2 separate regions of the Anser cygnoides genome follow, and region 2 is linked to region 1. Evidence: chromatin contacts called from public Hi-C data. All regions are on one chromosome and are shown on one strand. Each heading gives the region's core, a stretch centred on a gene start, on an enhancer-like site or on the middle of the called end of the contact. The rest is flanking DNA. Distances are from core to core; before and after follow the strand shown.

Evidence for each region. Hi-C and Micro-C count contacts between places; a contact is called where the count stands out from the background.
Region 2: a Hi-C map of liver shows a contact between it and region 1, with 12 times the contacts expected there. The contact joins the promoter of KLB here to the enhancer-like site in region 1. A contact is called at or near these places in 2 of 7 Hi-C or Micro-C datasets (both in liver).

The regions. Positions count from the first base shown.
Region 1 is chr4:24,171,712-24,176,633 of Taihu_goose_T2T_genome, reverse strand. It overlaps RFC1 (replication factor C subunit 1), which reads left to right. Exons shown (of 24, transcript XM_048072864.2): 10 at 267-446; 11 at 1,021-1,125; 12 at 2,311-2,707; 13 at 3,633-3,742. Among named protein-coding and RNA genes, the nearest start is that of RFC1, 31 kb to the left of the region's middle. Within about 2 kb of position 2,068, at least 1 of the 3 cell types and tissues checked has open chromatin away from gene starts, as enhancers often do. A contact at or near this core is called in liver, where this site is marked.
Region 2 is chr4:24,209,532-24,213,838 of Taihu_goose_T2T_genome, reverse strand. KLB (klotho beta) reads right to left here and starts at 2,661. Exons shown (of 5, transcript XM_048072865.2): 1 at 1,829-2,661. The coding sequence starts at 2,566.

The DNA of each region.
Region 1 (4,922 bases), core at 819-3,318:
AGTCCTTTAACGCTGTGCTTCAAGCACAGCATGTTAGTCACAGGTATGATAGGGATAGGTAAACTCTGTGATACTTTGTTGGCAGCTACTCCTTTTAATAGTTTTTGAACTTCTACAGCTGCTATCTATATTCAGGCAGGTTAGGTTCATTTTTAAAGTTTCCTTGAGCACTTGACATGGTAGAAGTTTAAAAAGGTTTGTGGTGAAAGGGGTATCTGTAGCATTGCATCAGTTAATGGCGTTTTCTACAATGTTACGGTTCTCAGGGAGCTGAAAACTGCTTGGAAGGCCTGACGTTCGTAATTACAGGAGTTCTGGAGTCTATTGAAAGAGATGAGGCCAAATCTCTGATTGAACGTTACGGAGGAAAAGTAACTGGGAATGTCAGCAAGAAGACGAACTACCTGGTTATGGGACGAGACTGTGGCCAATCTAAATGTGAAAAGGTGAGTAGTGTTGTGCCTGAGCTAGGCAGAAGTGAAAATGTGAATTTTTGTATATTACTGGAAATCAATACAGTAATCTCCTCTGAAATGGAGTGCTATGAATAAAATTTATGTTAAAAAGGAAAAATTACCTAGTATGGTTTAGGGCTTCATTTTATTTTATTTATGTCATAAATATAAATATGAAACTGTGATGGGGAGGTTCAGGCTGGGAATCAGGAAAAAGTTCTTCACAGAGAGGGTGGTCGGGCACTGGGACAGGCTCCCCAGGGCAGTGGTCACAGCACTGAGCCTGTTAGAGTTAAAGAAGTGTTTGGGCAGTGCTATCAGACACAGGATCTGATTTTTTGGGTGGTTCTGAGGGGACCCAGGAGTTGGACTCAGTGATCCTTGTGGGTCCCTTCCAAGTTGGGATTTTCTACGATTCTATATATGCATACACACATTAACAACAACACAACAAAAACAGCTTTTTGTTGCTCTTATTTTGTGTTCCTAAACATAACCTTTACTGGAAAGGATTTTGAAGTGAATTATGTAAATCTCATTAACCTTCTAATTCTTATTTTCCCAGGCATCGGCTTTAGGGACAAAAATTATTGATGAGGATGGCCTATTTGATCTTGTTCGAACTATGCCAGGCAAAAAGTCCAAATATGAGCTGGCAGCTGAATCGGAGGTTTGTTCACTTGTTACAAACGTAGTTGTGTGTCGTGTGTGGTTCCCCAGATTGCAGGGAGCTTTGATCTCTTGTTCCGTGGACAGCAATCCTATGATTTGACCTACTAGGTTAGAAGTATTGAAAAGGAAAAAAAAATTGCTTGTGCTTTAAGGATTCTGCTTTAGAGAGGTAAGGTTTATTCTAATCAGACATTTTGTATTTTTAGGTATCTGACTGAGGGAGTAATCATGTCTTCTTAGATGACTTCAGTTTTAAACCCTGAGCCTTTGTTTATTCTTTGATGATATATGGTACCTGGAAAGGCCAATTAAAAAATTCTACTGTAAACATGGGACAGCTACTTGTAAACCATGTATATAGATAATGGATTTAATCTTTGTGGTACTTACTGTAAAAAACAGTAATAAGGTTTTTATGCACAATTAAATCTAGCCTGTAGTGGCTGATAAAATGTTATTAAAAATTCAGTTAGCTCTAGCATGCTTGATGTTCAGTATACATACTGCTTTGTTGTTTCCGATGCGGCTGTGAATTGTGTGTAGATACTGTTAGTACCTTCAGGAAAAGCAACTCTAAGCCTGTACTAGCTAATTACTTTAGTTCCCTTTTGAATTGCTTTGGGTTGAATACTTTCAGCTTATTTTTAAATGACAACTGTGTTTCTCTTTAGCCAGTGTGTGCTTGAAGAGCACTTCATTTATGGAATGCAGGTTGTTCCCCATTCCTGCTCCCTTCATCCTGCTCCAGGCGTGTTTTTTTTTTGTGTGTGTGTGTGTTCAAGCTTGGAAGTGTTGCTTTGAGAGCTGCACTTCCACTTCATGTGTGTCTGATGGCCTGTTCTTTACACCTTGTCAGTCATCAGTTTTGGATTATTTTGTTTAATGACCTGTCAGGCTTGGTGAGTAAGGAGACTGCTGGAACTTTTACTGTTCTTGGAATGCCCAGAATGTTTCCTGCCTCTTCTGTGGGCTGTGCTACAGAACCAGGTGACATCGTGTTTAACAGTGGTTTATTTTTCAAAGAACACTCTTTGATCTCCTCTTGGAAGTTTTTTAAAATCAATACAGAAGATTTGTTACTTTTTTAAGCACTCTTGTGCGTATGTGCAAACATAGCATGTTTGATTAACGTATTTATTTCTGGAAATTTTTCTTTAATTTTCTTATCTTTTGTTTTCCTAAGGCAAAGAAAACAGAGTCGAGACATAAAAAGACACCACAGAAAACTGAAACTGGCAAAAAGAATTTTAGCCCCCTCAAAAGGGAAGCTGATATTAAAAAAAGAAATTCTACTCCTGAGAAGGGAGGTACCTTCAAATCTGTTAAGAAAGAAACTGCTGCCGCTCGAAAGCTTGCAGACTTTAAACAGCAAACAGCGGAGAAGAAAGAAGTCCCAGAACCTAAGGGGACCTTGGTCTCTGAGATTAATGAAAATGGAACAGAGAGATTGCTATGGGTGGATAAATACAAGCCTACGTCTCTCAAGGCAATCATTGGACAGCAGGGTGAGCAGAGCTGTGCCAATAAACTTCTGCGATGGCTCCGAAACTGGCACAAGAATACCTCGGAAGACGGACAAGGTGACCAGCGCGGTTAACTTCTCTGTGCTCTTCCATGCCAGTCACGTTGCTTGGTTCTGTGTGTTGACATAGGTCCTCTGGGAGAGGGGAACAACTCCAGAAATCAGGAATGAGTCTGAAGTCAAATGCATTTTTTAGCAGCAGTTGAGTCCGAGGGTTTTGTTGAAGCAGTTGCTCACTTATCCCCTCCGCTTTCCCCCAAAAACAGAACAGCCAACTGTCTGAAGATATGTTTTTTTAGAATTGTGTGATATTTTCTTAAATGTGACTATTTCCAAAATAGACTAAAATAAGCTGGCAGCGTGCGTACATGTACATACATACATGCATTATATGTGTGTGTATAAATATAAAATACACACACACATAAAATGCCCTCACATTCAGTCTGTTGCATTATTTTTCACTATGAGAAGTGCTAGCCAGTGCTGACCCGTGTACACATGGGGAAAAAGCGGGATAGCAGTATGTCTAGAGGGCTGTCATCACATGTGGGGAAGAGATGAATTGTTAAGGCCCTTGTTCTTTGTCATGTAGCCAGTGTCATGCATAGTGCATAATCCTGTGGACAGTTTTTTGTGATAAAATAGCATACAAGCTTCACTGCAACCATAATAGGTAGTGTTTTTTTTTTTGTGGTGTATTTTTTTTGTTCTTTGTTATGATGTGGGTGTGAGAAAATTGCCGAAATAGTTGTGTTCCAGTAACATTTTTCAGTTTAGAATCTCTGCAAGTGTTACCTAATATGACTTAAACTGCTTTTCCCCATATGCTTAGGATGCAGGTGTGCATGTATTTTTTTGATACTCGTATCAATCCTTAAATGTAGAACTCAGTAATAGTTGATGTCCCTAAAGATTTACATGATGTGTGCAGATTATTTGGTAATATATATGTAGATAAAACCTGGAATCTTCTTTTATAGCAAAGGCCAGCAAACTTGGAGGCAAAGATGATGGTATTAGTTCTAAAGCAGCATTACTTTCTGGTCCACCTGGAGTTGGTAAAACTACTACAGCTGCTTTAGTTTGTAAGGTAAGTCCACATTAATAGTTGTTCCCAAGAGTATTTGTTTTGTGTTGATTCTGTAGCTGGATGTGTGCAGGTGGCTATCTCCAAAATTACCGGGTTCTGCTCCCAGCCTAGCTCCACCTGGTCAGAACAGGTTTGCAGGTGGCCTGGGGAGGGCCATGAAGGTGAGCAGAGGGCTGGAGCACCTCTCCTATGAGGACAGGCTGGGGGAGTTGGGGTGGTTCAGCCTGGAGAAGACAAAGCTCCGGGGAGCCCTTACAGCTGCCTTCCAGTACCAAAAGGGGGCCTACAGGAAAGCTCTGGAAGGACTCTTCATCAGGGAGTGTAAGGATAGGACAAGGAGTAATGGCCTTAAACTAAAAAAGGGTAGGCTTAGAGTAGATATAAGAATGAAATTCCTTACTTTGACAAGTTTCCTTGATTGTGATTTTTTTTAATATATCTAACAAAGATACCTTTCCCAGACTTATTCAAATTCAAATGTCTCTGTAGGATGAGTGAAGTTAACAGCAGGATGTCTGTTACTAAATCTGAATTTAGGAATTTGTTTTTGTGAACTTAGGGTTATGCTGTGTTCAACTGTTCATGAGAGTCAGCTGGGGATTCCATACTGTAAGAATGCCCTTAAAGCTAAGCATTAGTACTGACTTTGCAGATCATTTTGTTCTTAAGTGACTTGCAAGAACTCTCTTAAAATAGGATATTAAGAATTAGCAGCTGTCTGGTCTTTGTGCTGGGAAAGAGAGATTACGTGTTGTCTACAGCTCAAATGCTAAAATATCTTGCTTCATTTTTTTATTCCAACTGTGCTTCTCCTTCTCCAGAGACCTTAGAGCTTTGTGCTTACAGAAAGGTAGATGATCCAGAGCTTGTTTCTCTGGCTAATGCTGCACCTAGAGCTGGGTGTGCTGACTTGGGCTCATTTCTACGCCAGCGTGGTATTTTTTGCCTTTAGTTTGCAACTTAGCTTGCTCACAGCTGCCTTGGGTCTCTCTGCAGAGTGTTTCACTGTGCTCCCCAGACACAACTGACAAAACTGGGTTATCCAGACCCCAAGAACAAAGCTGTGCGCAGCACGCTGCTGTGGCGTGGCATGCCCTGGTGGGAGAGTTTGCTGATAAAGGAGCAGCTGGGTTGAGGTCCTGAAGGGAGTGACAGGCAGCCCAGCCCTGCTGTGAAGAGG
Region 2 (4,307 bases), core at 1,412-3,911, 37 kb before region 1:
GTGAGAAAGATACCACATGAAAATAACTTCTGCCCAGTAACAACAATAACTGTTAATGGATTGTGCGTTGCTGAAAAGTCTCATTAAATCTTTCATTTAAGTAATTTGTTTTATACTTGGATGCACAGATTTTAAGGCTAGAATGAACTATTAGATAAAGACTGAGTTAAATAGGAAATTAAGGAAATTAATTAATTAATTTGAATATCAGACCCAGCTGTGCTTGACTTCCTGGCACACCTAGTTGATTCTTCAGCAGAGGTATTGCTCTCTGTGCTGTGTGCTGCTTACATGGATTTTAGAGTGGGAAAATTTAGAAATTGCCTAGTGGATAACCCAATTTTGATTGTGCCACTCAGAAACTCAGGCAAGCAATACCACAAACTCGTGTTGTGTCTTTTACATGTATTGTATCATATATAACACTTGAGAATGAAAAAAATGATTGGACGTCAGTTCTCTTTGAGACGCTTCACAAATCTCTATAGTTAGATTATTTTTGTGCTGTCTGAAATCAGTAACTCTAGATACTGAATGACTTTTTTTTTTTTTTTTTGTATAAATCTTCTACTGACTGCAGAGTGAGTTTTCTGAAAAAGGTTATTCTCCAAGTCGAGGCCTGGAAACTAATACATGAAATAGAAGTTGCAGAATGTTTTAACTGCTCTGGTAGTTAATATTTCCCAACATAAATATTTCTTTCTGTATGACAAATATATTCAGATTTATTTCTTAATTATATTTGTAATGCAGGGTATGTAGTACAAAAATTCTCTTTGTGACAGCTAGGAATTGTTTGAGCAGGGGGCATTATACTAGCTTCTCTATCAAACAGACAGGACCATGACTTGCTCTTTATAGTACTTTGAGCACTACAGATAAAAAAAGCTATATTTATATTGTTAATTATCTTAAACTGCTGTTATTGGAAATTGTTTTAAATAATAGCATGAGAAAATAAGAATATATATTCTTATGCATACAGACAAGCTACTCTGTAGAATGAAATTCATAATCTATTAGAGATGCTGTAAACTCTGTAAAGCACCAGCATGAATGTCTCCGCATTTTTCCTTAAAGATACAACCCACTTCAGACTTTTCTTTTTGTCCTTTCCAAAAAAAAAATACCATGAACTTAGGACCCAGTACTGCAGCTGCTGAAGCTATTGATCATGGGATCAAGCCTTTCAGTTGTGTAATTCTGTAGAAGATAGCCAATACATAAAATAGCACCAACATAAAAATTAAAATGCTGAAAATGCTACAGAAATAATGTAATTTTGAAACTCTTAAATACTGAAGGGGACATTTGTTTTCTTCTCAAACCAAGAACTGATGACCTCGCTAATTCAGTGATAAACATTTTGCAGTATGATCTTACTAAGCCAGAAGTAATCATATATACACATCTTCTACTGATAGTAAAACTGATCCAATAGGCAAATAGAACTAAATCTCTGTATAAACTAATGGAACGGTCATTTTAGCGTAGCTGAATGACTGAACAGTCATTTCAGTGTAACTAAATGAAAAGAAAAAAGAGGGAAAACTATGGTCTTTAATAGACAGATGTTGTAGGCAAAAAGAAATTTAAATAAATCAATAAACAAGCACCTTAAAACAAATAATTACTGAGTCAGCTGTTGTGACTACAACATTGAAATCAATTTGAGATTTTGAAAAAAAACAACTGCCTTAGCTAAGGGTTATTTCTTGATGTTTTCACATTCTTTGATTATTTTTTTAACATTGATTACACGATTGATTCATCCCATTATTTCCTATGACAGTGCAAGATCAGTTTATAAAACCTTACTATACTGTACCTTGATCAGATTGTGTCCTACAGTGTAGACAGTGGTTACTTTCCCTTTCTCTCCGGGAGCATGAATACCTGTGCCATACCCATGCCAAGCAACTAAGTAAGGATTATGGATGGTAATCCAATACTTAACACGATCCCCAAAGGTCTGGAAGCAAAAGGTGGCATAGTCGTTGAATATATCAATTACTGATTCATTTTTCCATCCCCCATATTGTTCTTGCAGTGTCAAGGGCAGGTCCCAGTGGTACAGGGTAACCACGGGGTCAATATTTCTGTAGACTAGAGAGTCAATAAGGGTGTTATAGTACTGGAGTCCTTTTTCGTTGGGAGCTGCTACCACCCCAGTGGGAAAAAGCCTCGACCACGAAATTGAAAACTGGTAAAAGGTAACTCCCAAAAAATCCAGAGCTGACAGATCTTTGTCCAGCAAGTTGTAACTGTCACTGGAAACGTCCGTGCTGTCAGCATCTCTGAACTCCGTGTGGATGAAGCGGTCCCAGATGGAGGATCCTTTCCCGTCCTTCCTCCAGCTGCCTTCCACCTGGAACGCCCCTGTCCCTATGCCCCAGAGAAACTCTTTGGGGAAAGTGTCATACAAAAACATCTGTGTTTCACTCACGGGACTGGAGTTAGGGTCCTTTTTCCACACAGATCTTCCCTCTCCGGCAAGCCCAGCGACTATCCTTATGAAAACTAATGTCCAAAAAGCAACAAATCTCTTCAGCCGTCGGCCACACATTATGCCGTTTTATAACGCCAGTGTTAAAAGTCAGATTTCCTTTACTGCCGCTGAAAAAAATCCATTCATTCCCTGGAGTCCCTGCTGTGCAGACTGTCTTCATTTGCCACTAACTGCTGGAGTGTCTTATCAAAGCTTCACTAAAAGCTTGCGATCGTAAAAGCCCTGTCAATGATTAGCCTGAACTGTGAGACCTGGAGTGGGTCAGAGAACAGCGTAATTTTTAGGGAGGTGGCCTCTGTATGATCACCGAGACACCTAGGCTGAGTTCTTCCTGCAGGAAAACATGTTACCTGAGCAATACGAAAAGCTCGGTCACTCGATGAGAGCATATAGGTGACAAAGGGTGCTCAGAAGCTATCCCATTCTTTGTTCCTCGTGCAGCTGTTTCAAGGAGAAGAAATAGAATTCAGACTACAGCCTCCATTTAAAAGGCAATTTATCAATTTTTAATGAATCACATGTTAAATAAAAAGAGCATGCCAGAAGGGTTTGGGGTCTTTTCCCAGAGTTTAACTTTACCTATGTGAAATTTAACGTACAACATTAGGATACAGTTTATTACTAGAACCAAGACAGACTCAATAAAAACAAACCAAACTCCATTTTTCCCCTCTCTGGACCATATTAATTTCTCTCTGAATTTTTTTCTTTGGGTACAAATCTCCACATATTTACCAATATCTTGTGAATATTTCCTCATATCATCCACTCAGAGAAAAGACCGAGCTTGCTCCTTTTCTGGGGAGACCCCTGAGTGCTATTTTGTCTCTCCCCACAGCATAGCAACTTAATGAAGATTACAACACTTAGACATATGCACATCCCACTGACTATGTATAAACACAAAGCAGGTCAATATTTCTTCCAAATACATGCACCCTTATAAAAGTCCTCTGTGCAGCTCTATGCACAGCAGCAGTACAAAATTAACAAGGTCTGTTCTAGTCCTTAAGCAATTTCCCTTAATTTCTTTAAATAAAAATAATTAGCAAAGATAATTAGGCTTGAGAGATGCTATTTTGGTATTGATTAATTTAACAATCTCAGTATATGCAGCTGGGTTATCAGTACAGTGAATATCTTACAGAGCAGCTAGACAATATTTTATAATCTCATCTTTTAACATATTTCAAATTACAGCAAAACTACATGCGTCAAGACATGGTAAATTTACTAAATACAGTAAGGCTGATGCCTGCTATTTTTGCTTTTCTTCAGGCACAGTAATATAAAATGTATTCACACTTAGATCACAGCTGCTCAAGAGCAATACGAGGCATCTTTACATGCAAGACAGTTATACACTGAAACCTGAGCATGGGAACCACTTACCACATAAGTATAGCACCGTGTTTGGATGAATTAGTCCTGCTGACATGTAGGAGATGAAAGTCCAGATGGACTGCTGGGCTACTGCTGCTTTATTGTTCCTGCTACCTCTGCGAGCATGTTTGCAAGCAGCCTGGGTGTCTTTGGCCAGCATTGCATAATGCCATTCAGACATACCTTGAGTTTAACAATTAAGCTGATTAAGACAATGGAAGATGGAAGACATATTATATTTGTTTTAAGATAAACAACAGAACATCTACCTTGACGCGTGTTTGTAAACATTTCTCTGCAGTGCCTGTACAAGAAACAGTTTCATCATAGATGTTGAAGAAAGCTCCCACCGACATCTTCTGCACTGCAGATCTCTACTGGCTGGGCTCTACTGTATTGTATGTTGTGAAACAGA